Linked DNA regions of Mus musculus: region 2 is linked to region 1. Evidence: chromatin contacts called from public HiChIP or PLAC-seq data. All regions are on one chromosome and are shown on one strand. The core of a region is the stretch at or near the end of the contact, and the rest is flanking DNA. Distances in the headings are between cores, read along the strand shown.

What was found. HiChIP or PLAC-seq counts read pairs in DNA pulled down with a chosen protein or histone mark.
Region 2: an H3K27ac HiChIP or PLAC-seq map of extraembryonic endoderm stem cells shows a contact between it and region 1. The contact joins two enhancer-like sites. A contact is called at or near these places in 2 of 484 Hi-C or Micro-C datasets (liver and nephron progenitors) and 2 of 115 datasets of contacts at active chromatin or transcription factors (extraembryonic endoderm stem cells and heart atrium).

What each region holds. Positions count from the first base shown.
Region 1 is chr3:27,467,383-27,473,536 of GRCm38.p6, forward strand. It overlaps Fndc3b (fibronectin type III domain containing 3B), which reads right to left. Exons shown (of 26, transcript NM_173182.3): 12 at 2,840-2,964; 13 at 1,484-1,658; 14 at 1-79. Among named protein-coding and RNA genes, the nearest start is that of Gm32738, 12 kb to the right of the region's middle. Within about 2 kb of position 4,174, at least 15 of the 459 cell types and tissues checked have an H3K27ac peak or open chromatin away from gene starts, as enhancers often do. A contact at or near this core is called in extraembryonic endoderm stem cells, where this site is marked.
Region 2 is chr3:27,648,499-27,655,523 of GRCm38.p6, forward strand. The region is part of intron 1 of Fndc3b (fibronectin type III domain containing 3B); the gene reads right to left. Among named protein-coding and RNA genes, the nearest start is that of Fndc3b, 58 kb to the right of the region's middle. Within about 2 kb of position 4,618, at least 54 of the 459 cell types and tissues checked have an H3K27ac peak or open chromatin away from gene starts, as enhancers often do. A contact at or near this core is called in extraembryonic endoderm stem cells, where this site is marked.

The DNA of each region.
Region 1 (6,154 bases), core at 2,924-5,423:
TATACTGTGTGCTTCGCTTGAGATTTTTCACAGTACAGGTTAGGTCCTCTCCAGTGTATTTTGGGTGGAAATGGCTATCCTGAAGAGGCAAAGCCAGAAAGAGACATTGGAACTACAACATCAGAATCATAACGTCGGGGCCTCGATTCCTAAGGGTCCAGGGTTTCTGTGCTATGACTTCGTCTTCTGAGCAGTAGCCAGAAGTCTGGCAGCCACTGCTGAGAGAGTGCAGGTCCCACGGTGCCACGGGTAGCATGCAGAGCTAAATGCAGCTGTCACTTGTCACACTGCAGGTCAGCCTTATTATAACAAAGTCGAAGCACTTTGAACATTTTATTTAACACTAGATCTGTCACAAGCAAAGCCTGTTGAGTCGAAGCTGACACATTCCAACAGGGAGGTGGTGCAACAGTGGACAGGCAAGGCTTCTGAGCTCATGGCGCCCCCTTCTGGGTAAGGTGGAAAGCAGGGCTTGGACGGGAAGGACACACTCCTGTAAGGGTAGCCCTTACCAATACAGGTGAATACACCGAACTCAAGCCATAGCATTCTCCCCCACCTCCCTCCTTCCCTCCCTCCCTCCCTCCCTCCCTCCCTCCCTCCCTCCTTCTCCCTCATCCTTCTGAGCATCATGCTCCCTTCAGACTCAAGAGAATGCCCCCTGCTAAAAGGTGTGCAGAGCCTGGTCCACAAGCTCTTACGTGTCAGCTAAAGAGGCAGTTTAAGAAAGAAAACCCTAACACAGACAGAGGCACATAGTGTGGCACTGGAGGCTGGGAAGGCGTATGGAGGCGTGCGGGCAGGCTGCCAGAGCTCCTGAGGGGCTGCCACAGCAGCACGGGTTGATGAAGTATGGTGGCCACATGTGGCTCTCGGGATTCAAACTTAATCAGTTAAAAGCTCAGCTCTGTAGGTCAGCAGCCACATTTCAAATGCCCAGTGCCACATGCCCAGCATAAACTATAGGACACTTCTACATGACAGAGACTTTCCAGAGTGGACATGGAAGGAAGCCAGGGAAAGTGAGTTAGGGATCTGCAAGGCCCTCCCTGCAGAGGGCACAGGACATGCAAGTTCATGAGGCTGGGCACAGCGGTATAAGCAACAAGGCCTGTGACAAAGCCACGCACACAGGCCCGGGTGGGTGGGTGGGAAGGCACTGGAGAGCTGAGGCTCCCCTGCCAGGGTGCTGGTGGGTACCACGAACTGTGACTGTGTGGCAGGGATTACACCACAGCACACAGTGGTGATATTGTGCTGGGGCACGGAGGAGGGACGGCAAAGTTGGTTAGATTTCAGGGAAATTTTGAAGAAGGGCTCGGGAAGGTTTGCTGGCTGATTCTATCTGGGGTCAATGGATGACTCATTTGCTGAGTTTGGGAAGGCCAGGGATGATGGCCCTGATGGAAATGGAGAGTGGCCGGGAGTTGAGGTAGTTAGTAAGGCCGGGATGCTCTGCAGGCGTGCACACCGTGGGACTCACGTTCTCATCCTCCTGAATGTCCAGGGTGTAGGTTATCACTTCCTCAGGCGAGCAGCCTTCTGGCCTGCTCCACTGCAGGGTGATCCAGGTGACGCCGGCTCGGACAAGCCGGGGTGCCAAGGGCATCTGCGGGATGTTTCCCAACGTGTAGCACACGACCTCCTGGCTGTAACCACTGTGGGGGAGTGAGCACAGGAGACATGTGGGCACTGTGTCAGAGGGATCCTGTATACAGGAGATGGCCCAGTAGAGCTTCAAAGTGCCACAGTGGGCTCTACAGTCTGCACTTACAAGAGCACGGCAGACCTGAGAGAGTAGGCTGGCCGTTTTGCTTCCCTCAAAAGCACACCATGGCACTGTATTTACTAAGGTAAGAGCAGCGGCTACAGAAGGACTGCAAATGAAGGCGGCACCAACAAGCGACTCTGCTGATGGAACCTGAGTCTCACAGTTTTCCAACTCTGTGAGTGCTTCTAATTCATTTAAAAATTGCTCAACCATAGACGCCTTTATCGTGCCGACATTTCCAGTCAGAAAACTCTTAGGATATATTGGTTTCCAGGCACTGGGAGGAAGTTCTAAAAACTCTGTGATGTTTCAGAGAGGTTCTCTAGGCTAGGGCCACTGCATGGCCTAGTCTTTAAGATGCACTTATGAAAGAAAGAGATTTTTCCTCTTGATCAAGCGGTATCTAGCAAGAACTGAGACATCTATTTTCAAAGCCCCTTAATCAACAGGCCCCTAGGTTAGGAGTGGTTTCTTTCATTCCTTTGGCCGCCTGCATAGAGACATCTGTAGCAGAGGCAGTCCAGGTTTTCTCTGTTTCTGCGACTTGATAATAGCTGCTCAGCAGCCCTCAGTATCAGCAACAGTCACACAAATGAAAAAGAAGGCTCTGGAGGACTGTCCCATTAAAAGTGAGGTGGAAGCCGGGCGTGGTGGCGCATGCCTTTGATCCCATCACTCGGGAGGCAGAGGCAGGCGGATTTCTGAGTTCGAGGCCAGCCTGGTCTACAGACTGAGTTCCAGGATAACCAGGGCTACAAAGAGAAACCCTGTTTCAAACCCCCCCTAGCCCCCTACACCCCACCCCCCAAAGTGAGGTGGAATAGGAGCAGGTGTTGGGGGAAGGGCAGCTTCCTTTACAAAGCTCTCCTGTTGCCTTCCCCCATGACAGCAGTGAGGCTGAGAGAGGTCCAGCTAGGCCGGCCACCTCAGAGGCCTTCTCTCACCTCAGGATTTGCTCTCAGAGGTGCTCCGTGCAGAGGCAGCATCCTCACACCTTCAAGCAATGTGAGAGACTGCCAGAGCCATGCCCTGACATTTGACAGGCAAGGAGAAAAGGAGACGCCATACCTGGTGCCGATGTCGTTCCGAGCAGCGAGCCTGAACGTGTAGCCCATGGCTGGACAGAGCTTTGTCAGTTTGCAGTGCTTCTGGCTTCCAAAGAAACACTGTCTGAAACCACTGTTTCTCTTTCCCTGGAAGGACACAGAGACTGTTCATCTACCCGAAACTCACCCAGAACATAGCACTCTCCATCTACCTGTTTATTATCACTACGCTTATTCATTCATTCATCATTTAAACTTAAAGTTACTGTGTGGATGGATGGGGGTTTGCCATGACATTTCCAAATGTATACAATTGTAAAAAAAACCCAAAAACCAAAAAACAAATTACCATAAGAAAATGAAGGAATATTTTAAACAAAAGCTGAAATTTCTAGTTTGGATGAATTAAGACAACAGGAGGTGGGTATCCCGAGGAACCGGCATTGAACATGAAGCACCCCACATGGAAGTGCACTCTAAACACAAAAGCCACACAGACCTGCCAACGAGGCCCAGAGCCCTTCGGACTTGGGCGTCTAACAGGGTTTAGTTGATAGCATAGGATGAAGGTCAGTCCCAGGGCGATGTGGCAGGAAAGGCGATGTGGCAGATAAGAACTGCGGTCACTAAGATGCTCCTCACTTGCGTGGGTGGCCGTGGCCATTGAACAAGGGAGAGTTGCATAGAGCTAAGGATCGCACCTCGGAAGTGGCCTGGCCTTTCTCAGGAATCCTCACACCCCACCCCACCCCCATCTGGGCAGCTGGCCTCCCTGCTTGTCTTGTCTCTTCTGTCACAGTGGCTCAAACCCCTGGATACACCCATCACGGTGGCCATGGTGAGCTGTTTGTTTACTGGTTCCTAAATACTGGCCACAAGCCTTTGAGTCATCCTGTCCACATCAGGAGCAGCTCAAACTCTGCAGAAGGACTTATCATTGTTTGATAAGACTTGGAATATTGGTTGAATGCCTATATCTAACCCCACCCCCCCACACACACATACACACCCAGACAGATAGACAGAGACACATACAAAGAGTGAGGGAGAGAAAGAGAGAGAGAGAGAGAGAGAGAGAGAGAGAAAGAAAGAGAGAGAAAGAGAGAGAAAGAGAGAAAGAGAAAGAGAGAGAGCGTGCGCATAAGCATGTATTCATTCTAAGTTTCTTATGAAGAGTTTTCAAGTTCTTCTGTGTAAAAAGAAAACCTGTCATCATGTAGAGTGCCTGTCAGTCTGTCTGTCTTTTGTCCTCGGGGTTGAGCCCTGGGTTTCAAACATGACAGGCAACCATTCCATTGCTGACTCACTCCTAACCCCCTCATCCCATTTCATTTTAAGACAGAGTCACCAAAGGTCCTTAAGCCGGCCTTGAGTTTGTGATTCTCCCTCACCAGGCTCCTGAGGGAGCTGGGATACAGCCTGAGACTCTAGACTCAGGTCTGCGGCTGGGGTCTCATGGTTCTACATTTAAGGAAAAAGACCATTTAAGCTGGGCCATGGTCAGAGACATAAAAATTCATATGAGCAGTTTTATGAACAGCATTTCCACTCACAATGAATATTATCTTATTGGTCGATCATGAAACAAGGAAACATACTACCCAGGCACGGGGGTGAACACCGGCAACTCCAGCCCTCAGGAGGCACAGGCAAGATGATCACCAAAAATCTTGGACCAGCCTGGTCTACATATTGAGTTGGAAGCCAGCTAGGGCTACATGGTTAAGACCCTGTTTAAAACAGAACCAAACCACCTCACATTATTAACTAACAAAGGCAAAACAGAGTGAATGTTCTCGCCAGGTCCAGAGACTCCAGGAGTATGTCTGAAACTCGCAAATTACTTCCTAAAGCAGGAAGCCAGCAGTTTTCTTCTAAGCCAATTTAAGAATCTCTTTTCTGTAAGCAGGCTCTGAATATAGACCGCTGAAACACATTTCAGGTGACATGTAATTAAGAAGAAACACACTAGAGCAGACAGACTAAACATAAACACGCAGTATCCACCCAGCAGTGTAAATCCCATTTATAATCCAGCTCCCCGTCTCCTCCCCAGCCAGGAGGGCACTGTCTCAATGGAAGCCCTGATGATCTGTAAGATTTAAAGCTCACTCTGCCAAGGGTTCAGACACCTTGAGGTGCAGGGTGGACGGGTGGAGGTAAGAGCACGCACGTCCCAGCATGACAGAGCAAAGCCACTGTGTGGCTGGTACACTGGTGACTGGCACCGGCTTTCACCTTGGATGCGTGGATTGATACAGTAGATCTACTCATGGGGATGCTGCCTCTGTGTACATCAGCAGTTCTGGCCAGTGTCCGGTTACACTACATGTGCATCCTGTGTGCTCACAGTCAGTCATCTTAGCAGCAGTGAGATCTGCCTGCCTTCCTCCCCTGTTTGTGAACCCAGAGCAAACAGGCTGAAAAAGGCACACCCTGCCCTTGAGTTGCTTTCCCTTCCACGCCTGTGTGGGTTCCCCTCAGAGCCTCATTTCTCCTGTGCCTATATTTGGCCTCCGTTGCCCATTTCTGGTACTTAGAACTATAGCCAGTAAATACAAGTCGGCCTCTTCCTTACTAGTTGATTTGCTTCACTGTGCAAGAGCCATTCCGTTTACAACGTTAAGGGTAGTTAATCACCAGAAGGTAGATTTCTCTTTTCAAGGTATCACTAGAGAGCTGGAGATGGAAATGCCCCAGATCCCGCACGGCATTTGCCCTGACATTAAAAAGCAGCAACCCAGCCTCTATGGACAAACTATCCAAACTTTTCTTATTTATTTTTCCTTTTACATAGGGTGGGCTTGTGGATGTGACTGCAGTTCTTGCTATGGCCAGAAGAGGGCATCAGATCCCCTGAGACAGGAGTTACAGGCAGATGTGGGGCATCTGGTGGGGGTGCTAGCACTCACACACAGGTCTTCTAAATGATATTAAATGCCGAGCTCTCTCTAGCTCCAAGCTTTCTTTAATAACAACCCCTGAGATGTGCTATGATGTACATAGAACTTAGGAATATGTAGAAAGATTGAGAGCTGTGCTGGTTGGTTTTGTGTGTCTACTTTACACAAGCTGGAGTTATCACGGAGAAAGGAGCCTCCCTTGAGGAAATGAAGCCATGAGATCCAGCTGTAAGGCATTGTCTCAATTAGTGACCAAGGCGGTGGGGGGTGGTGGTGGTGGTGGTGGTGGTTGGGGGTGGGTGGGAAGAGCACCGTGGGTGGTGCCATCCCTGGGCTGCTAGTCTTGGGTTCGAAAAGAAAGCACATTGAGCAAGCCAGGGGAAGCAAGCCAGTAGGTAACATCCCTCCATGGCCTCTGCATCAGCTCCTGCTTC
Region 2 (7,025 bases), core at 3,368-5,867, 180 kb after region 1:
TTTCCTTACATTATTTCAAGATGTGAGTTGGCAGTTCTGTACACGAATCAGTTTCAGATGACAAGAGAAAGAACAACAGGAGAGCACCACCCAGAGCAAAGCAAGGCCAGCAGAACTCAGGAGCTGGGCCAAGGCACATTAAGGGGGATGAACAGCTAGACAATCACAGCCAAGCAAAGGCTCAGGCCCCCTCACTCAGCTCCCCAACCCCCCGAGGGAGCAATGTGCTGACATGTAGGCCAGGGAGTAAGGGGACAACTAAGAATTCACATGTCTGATGTACATGGATGTGTGTATGCATGCCAAATGTATAGGTCCACATGTCATAAGTGCATGTATGCATGTGTAGGTGTATATGGGGCTATTGATAGAGTCACGGTTTCTTACTAAACTTTTGGCTTGCAAACTGTAGCTAGTCTCTCTAGCCAGTGTATCCCAGGCAGTTATCGTTCCTCTACCTCCCCATCCCATAAATGCACTTTCTAAACCCATGGAACACAGGGAACTAAAAGGAACTTGCAAGTAACCTCAAAGTTGGCGCTCCAAAGTCAATAACGTTAAGTTCCAGTCCACAAATTCCGTAGAGTATCTTTTCCATTAAAAACAGATTAACTAGGCATTATCAGACAAACTAAATACCATGAAAATGCATGCTTGTTCTGTAGTCTAAAGAAGAGATTGCTATGGGCTCACTAGAAAATTCACAGCTTGATTCAGACTTTGTGAAAGATTCCTTCTCTACTGAAAATACCAGTTGAAGCCAAGTGACATCATCGTACGTGCCTGCAATCCCAGCTGCTCAGGAGACCAAGGCAGGTGAACAGTCCACACAGGGGTTCAGCCTTTCAAAAACAAACAAGCAAAACAGTTTCTGATGGTGAGACTAGCACAGGGCAACTTTCTGAAAACTATGAATGTTAAGGTATACCAGAAAAATGTTGTAGCTACCTAACACTTAAGGCTTTTTCTAAGGATTCAGGGAACTGGAAGAAGTGTACATAGAGTCAAGTGACACTTGGAAACTGTGAAATCATCAGACGCTGGGGATAAGGGTTGTGCTGTTGGGGGTGGGGGTGTACTGATGGGGGAGAGCTGATGGAGTGGGGGAGGGCTGTGCTGCTGGGGTGGGGGAGGGCTGTGCTGTTGGAGTTGGGAGGGCTGTGCTGTTGGGGTGGGGGAGGGCTGTGCTGTTGAAGCTTGGAAGGATTGTGGTAGAGAAGTTAGGGAGGCTACTAAGAAATTACTAGGGGGTTAGAGAGGTGGCTCAGCGGTTAAGAGTACTGACTGCTCTTCCAAAGGTCCTGAGTTCAAATCCCGGCAGCCACATGGTGGCTCACAACCACCAGTAATGAGATCTGACACCCTCTTCTGGTGTGTCTGAAGACAACTACAGTGTACTGGCATATAATAATAAATAAATCTTTTAAAAAAAAAGAAATTGCTATACTGGGTATTTTCTTGAGATGACTGAGTTTTTACAAGGGATAGCAAGACTGGCTTCTAAATCACTTCTAAGAGAGAAACAAAACCTGATAAAGCTTAAGTTATGACAGGCGTTTGTGCAGCTGATTTGTGTGTTTACGTTGTATTTGTAGTAAAAATGAAAAAAGAAATCAAAATCTGACATAGAGTTATATGGCGGCGAGTAAAGAAAAGGATGCACACGAGAGCCTCCCGCTCGAGGTGATCACTACTTATACTGCTGTCAGTCACAAGGATTGACAGTTTCCTAAGAGCGCACTTCCTTCCTTCTCTTTATGAGCAAGCCTCAGAAAGAAGCGAGCCTGCAAACCAGCAAGACAGCGGCTGTAAGCAGTCCGCCATAGATGCTCTGTCAAACACCATCTGACACTCCATTTCCATCTTCCCTTTTCTACCTCATCCTGGTTTTCTGTTTGTTTCGTTTCTGGTTTTTGGTTTTTTGAGACAGGGTTTCTCTGTGTAGCTCTAGCTGTCCTGGAACGCACTCTGTAGACCAAGCTGGCTTCAAAGTCACAGAGATGTGCCTGCTTCTGCCTCCTGGGTGCTGAGGTTAAAGGCATGAGCCACCACCAGGCTCAAATACTGGTTTTGAAAAATAATTTCCTGTGACTCCCGATTCGGAACCTAGAAACTCAGAAGCTGCCAACATTGCTATCCGGCCTTTGCAGCAAAGCTAACCTGGGTTTGTTTGTTTGTTTGTTTGTTTATTGGATTTAGTTTTATATATGAGTGTTTTGCTTGAATGTACAACTGTGTACCACATGTATGCTTAGTGCTCGAGGAGGTCAGAAGACGACATCAGGTCCCCTGCAACTGGGTTTTGGATGGTTATGAGCCAACATGTGGTTGCTAGGAATCAAAATGGGATCTTCTGCAAGCACAGGTACTCTTAATCTCTGAGCCATCTCTCCAGTCCCCTAACCAGGGCTTTTAATAAAACAACTATGGAAATAACAACAGAATTCATAGAGGGAAGGTACTAAAACAACACGGAAACACATCAAAGTCTCCATTTAAAATCCTAAGATCTGCTCATGTGCACTCGCGCACACGCACACATGCACACACACACACACACACACACACACACACACTGTTGTCTTGCCCACTTCCTGCATCCTTTCCCAGGAGCACTGCACTGTATCATCACAGTGGCCACCGTGAGCCTGATGCAGGGTCACAGACATTAGACACAAAAGCCCAGGGGTGGTTAGGCGGATTTCCTTACACTAAATCGTTCCTGCACACTTTCTATGGACACGAGGAAGGGTACCTGGCACAGGTAAATCCTCCCCTTGGCTGTTTTAGAAACCAAATTAAATAGTTAGAGGGAAAGGATGTGAAGGAACAGAGGAGGAAGAGTAATGGTTAACTGAGTTTTTGCCGCGCTCCACTGTGAAAACAGCTCAAAAGGGCCAGCTTGGGGGGGGGGGGGGGAGGGTAGAAAGGAGGAGGGAGAATGGAGGGGGAAGGGACCAGATGGGGAGGCTGTCACAACACTCACTACTAGAAAATGAAAGTTTTAATCTGGAGTTTATCAGGAATTGACTCTAAAGTTGAACAATTAATTCTGTGTTTTATAAAGTAGCAGAATTAGAGAAGAGCCCTCACACTCCTTTCTGCTCTTAAGAGATTATGTTTTTAGCACCAATTCCCTGCCCTGCTTACTCACTACAGATTAAACTAAAGCTAGAATCAAACGGGAGCCTGTGACGCCTGAACTGTCTTACTGGTTCGGGAGTGGCTTCGGCCTCCTTATTAAAGGGAGGAAGAACTTCAGTCGAAGGATGAGAACCAAAACACACGGTTGTGCTGGCGGCTGCTGTGTTTTTATGCCAATGAAATCTAATTTTACAGCTGAGTTCTACCCTGTGCAGGAAAGACACTTGCCATGGCTTGCCACCTGAATGAAGGAAAGGGAGGTGATAATTGCTCATGCAGAAAACCCTCTTGAGACATGAGCAGTACCGAGAGGTATGTGCCCAGCTGGTTGGTTGAGGCACGAATAGTCTGGAATTTGCCTTCTTGTCTGATATGTATTCATTAGTGAAGTCAAATCACAGCCGTCTGGAAAAAAAAATCTTAAGCTTAAAAATATTCTGGCTTTTTGCATCCAATTAGAAGCATGGAAGCTCTGACAGAAATCCTGTGAAATAGAGTTCTTTCCATTAAAAATAAAACTATAGCAGAACAAAATGAATGGCAAGCCCCCCGAGAACTCCCATCCTGCTCTCGAGAGAAAGGGAAGGAAACTAACTCATTGGCTGTGCAGGCCTGTCATCGACACTCCACAGATCCATAGGTGTGGGCTGGGGACAGAACCTCGAGTGCTCATGGCCTAGCTCCACACCTGGACACCTGACAGGCCAGGACAGTGGTCACAGACACTTTTCTCCTTGTAACTTGGCTTTGAATATACTTTTAAGTGGCTTTCGTGAAGTCATTCACAGTACAGTCATGGCAGAACACCCAGAGTTACTTAGGGAAAGTACTATTTTCAGGAGAGGAAAAAAGTCCAAATATAAGTTCTCTATGAATATACAGAGGTTTCTTTCATAGCACGCCCCACAGACCAAACTTTTAGAGGAAAAAAAAAAAAAAAAGGAAAAAAGTTACATCACCGTATATACACAATCTCTAGACCCCAAATCCATATCTCAGCTCTGCAAATATTAACCGAGAGAGGAAAGGGGCTTATCTACGGAAAACGTTTACCAAGGGTTGGTTTGTTTAGTTCATTGTTTTTGAATGGTATTTAAGTAAGGCTGCTGACAGAACCAGACACTTTTACTGGAACACTTAGATTCCAGGGCCCTTCATACCACAGTACCTCTGACACCCCGCCTGGACATCCCAAGGATGGCAGCCTAGCATCACAAGAAAACATTCCAGAACGATGAGCCCTGCTCACTTGCAGCCGAGTCAGCTTAGCAGCATATTTTTGCTAAGGATGACTGTAACTGCAAACATGTATTTTCTATAAGTGAGATGTGGAATTTCGTGTATATTTCCTTCTACTCTTTCTCAAGGGACAATATAAGGAAAGTCAGAATCAGTCTGGGCCACCGTGAACGCCTGCTATGGTGGTCGAGTAGGAGTCAGAGACCCTGTGATCCCTTCCAGGCCCAGCGCACGCCCAGGCAGCCTGCAGGCACAGCATGCCTGGCACCCTGGAAGCACTTAGGCAGACCCTGCTGTATTTCAGGTGTCTGAATACTTCTGCACAGGCTCCCTGACTCTCAATCTCTCTGCCTACAGAATAAGTAATTGGTTCTTCAGCACATGACTTCTAGATCATGTCATACAACCAACCTGCATTTTTATATCTCTACTTAGAGATCTAGTATGAATGAAGCTCACATGTAAACTATCTCAACACCTGCCTGGGTACTAACAACTAAGTATAGCACCCTTTAGCGGGGGAGGGAGAAGGCTTTTAAGCATAATCAACAAGTTGCTTTCTGGAAGGGTCTGCAGGAGTTCTGAGCATCATTCACACTAATTCTATCAGGCCTCACGACATTCCTGTGAATGGTCAGCACAACTTCCATGACATCTAAGTCTCTGCCCAGGAGAAGTAGGAAGTGCAGACACCGGCAATGAGCCAGGGCTCCTAGTGAGCTCTCAGAGATCAGGGACTCTCAGCACAGAACAAACCTGGATGAGTGGACAGACGCAAAATGGCCAGGCCAGAGGGTTTGATGGCTAGATGAAATGACCACAAAGACCAAACCCAGAAGAGGTAAATTCTACAGGGACCCTAAGAGTGCCACACCTTGTCTCCCAGGCGTACCCAATCCCTTCTACAATGGCAAAGAGCTTTCAGGCTTCAGTGAAACCTTACCAAGACAGAGACCTCAGAACGTTTTAAGATAGATACCTTGAGGAATGTTAAGTTACTCCATCATCCAATCTCTTAGCCCAGATGGCAAAGACTTAGCACACAGGATGGAGAGGGAACTCCATGGTAAAGGTACCTGCTTTTACTTCAAGCCAATCCCTGCAACCAACATGGGGGAAGGAGAGGGCCAAACCTAACCTTTGTAACATATTCATACTCATACACACACAACCACACACACTGTAACATACATACACACACTCATACACATACAATCACACATTCTGTAACACACACACACACACAAGAAAGTGTAACAAGGCATTTAAAAAAACTTAAGAGCAGGAAAAAAAGGCAGAAATAAAATATAAAGAGCTAAAGTGGCCCCCTGGTGACAGGAGGTGTGTCATCATTAAACACAGAAGCAAAATGACTACAGGAGAGGGCAGCTAGGCAAGTCACAGACTGCTGGGGAGTTTCTCAGAGTGAGCTGTGCTGCAGCAGTTTTTGAGACTGCCGTTTTTAAGGCTTTTTATCTAATACCTAGAAAAACCTTGAACACTTCTTTCTGAAAGAAACAAAGTAACATAGTAACCATGTTCCAAAAGCACTTGGTCAAAAAGGCACTCAAATGCCAGTGAACCTGGCCAAAGATAATCAGACACTGCCTAACAAATACTGCTGTGTGCCAGGCCCTGCTGCGGGAGTCTAAAATAAAGGCACGAGGGTAAACGGCATTACGGTGAAACACTATATGGGATTAGCTAGGCACAAATCCACACTAGACACTTCTGGCAAAACTCTGCACATGTCTGCAGACCTCCACTCTGTCTAAGGCCTTTCATCTATAAGCCCCATTGTCTAAATTTGGCTTCCCAGCTGTGGCTTCTTTCCTATCTTTGAAATCTGACTAGTGTTGAAAAGGTGAATATCTTCAGAACCTGCCCCAGCCTTAAGCTTCGTTTTAAAATAATATTTATTATTTGTAATCATGTGGAGGTGGGCATATATGTGTGCTGGTATGTGCACATGAGTGCTGGTGCCCATGGATTTTGGGTCTTCTGGAATAGGAGGTTGTAAGCCACTCTCCACCTGTGCTGGGACTTGAACTTGGGTCCTCTTCAAGAGCACTGCGTACTCTTGACCACTGAGTCATCTCTCCAGTACCACAGAAAATATTTTTCAGTGGGGCCCAACTTGAGTCCCGCCTGGTAAGTGTATCGCTCATCCATCGTCACTAAAGGTTCTCTTTGCAACAGACAGAAGCTACTGCAGAGAGCCACGCCTGGTCAAAATGGAGTGTCTGTGGAGTGCTCAAACACAGTCGGCCCACGAGCAATGCAAACTCTGCCTCCCTATGCCCCGATAAGCAGACTCACGCTCTCCATTAAAAGCAAAGATCAACATCACCAGTGTCCAGACAACCAATCCCGTGTGCTCGTGCCTAGGTGAGAATGCTTCCTGCTCCACCCTTGCCAGATGCTCACTTAAGCCCGTCTGAAATGTTGCAACAATTTCATTAAGTATTCTCTAGGCATATATATATACACACACACACATACATATATTCAAATAACAAAAAAACCCGTTGTTTTCCTGAGGCTGAAGGAGAACTCTTCAGACAAGAACCTCAAGTCTCAAGCTCAGAGAGAATGATGAAGAAGACATTGAAATTCACTTCCTAAAGCAGGGAACTAGCAAA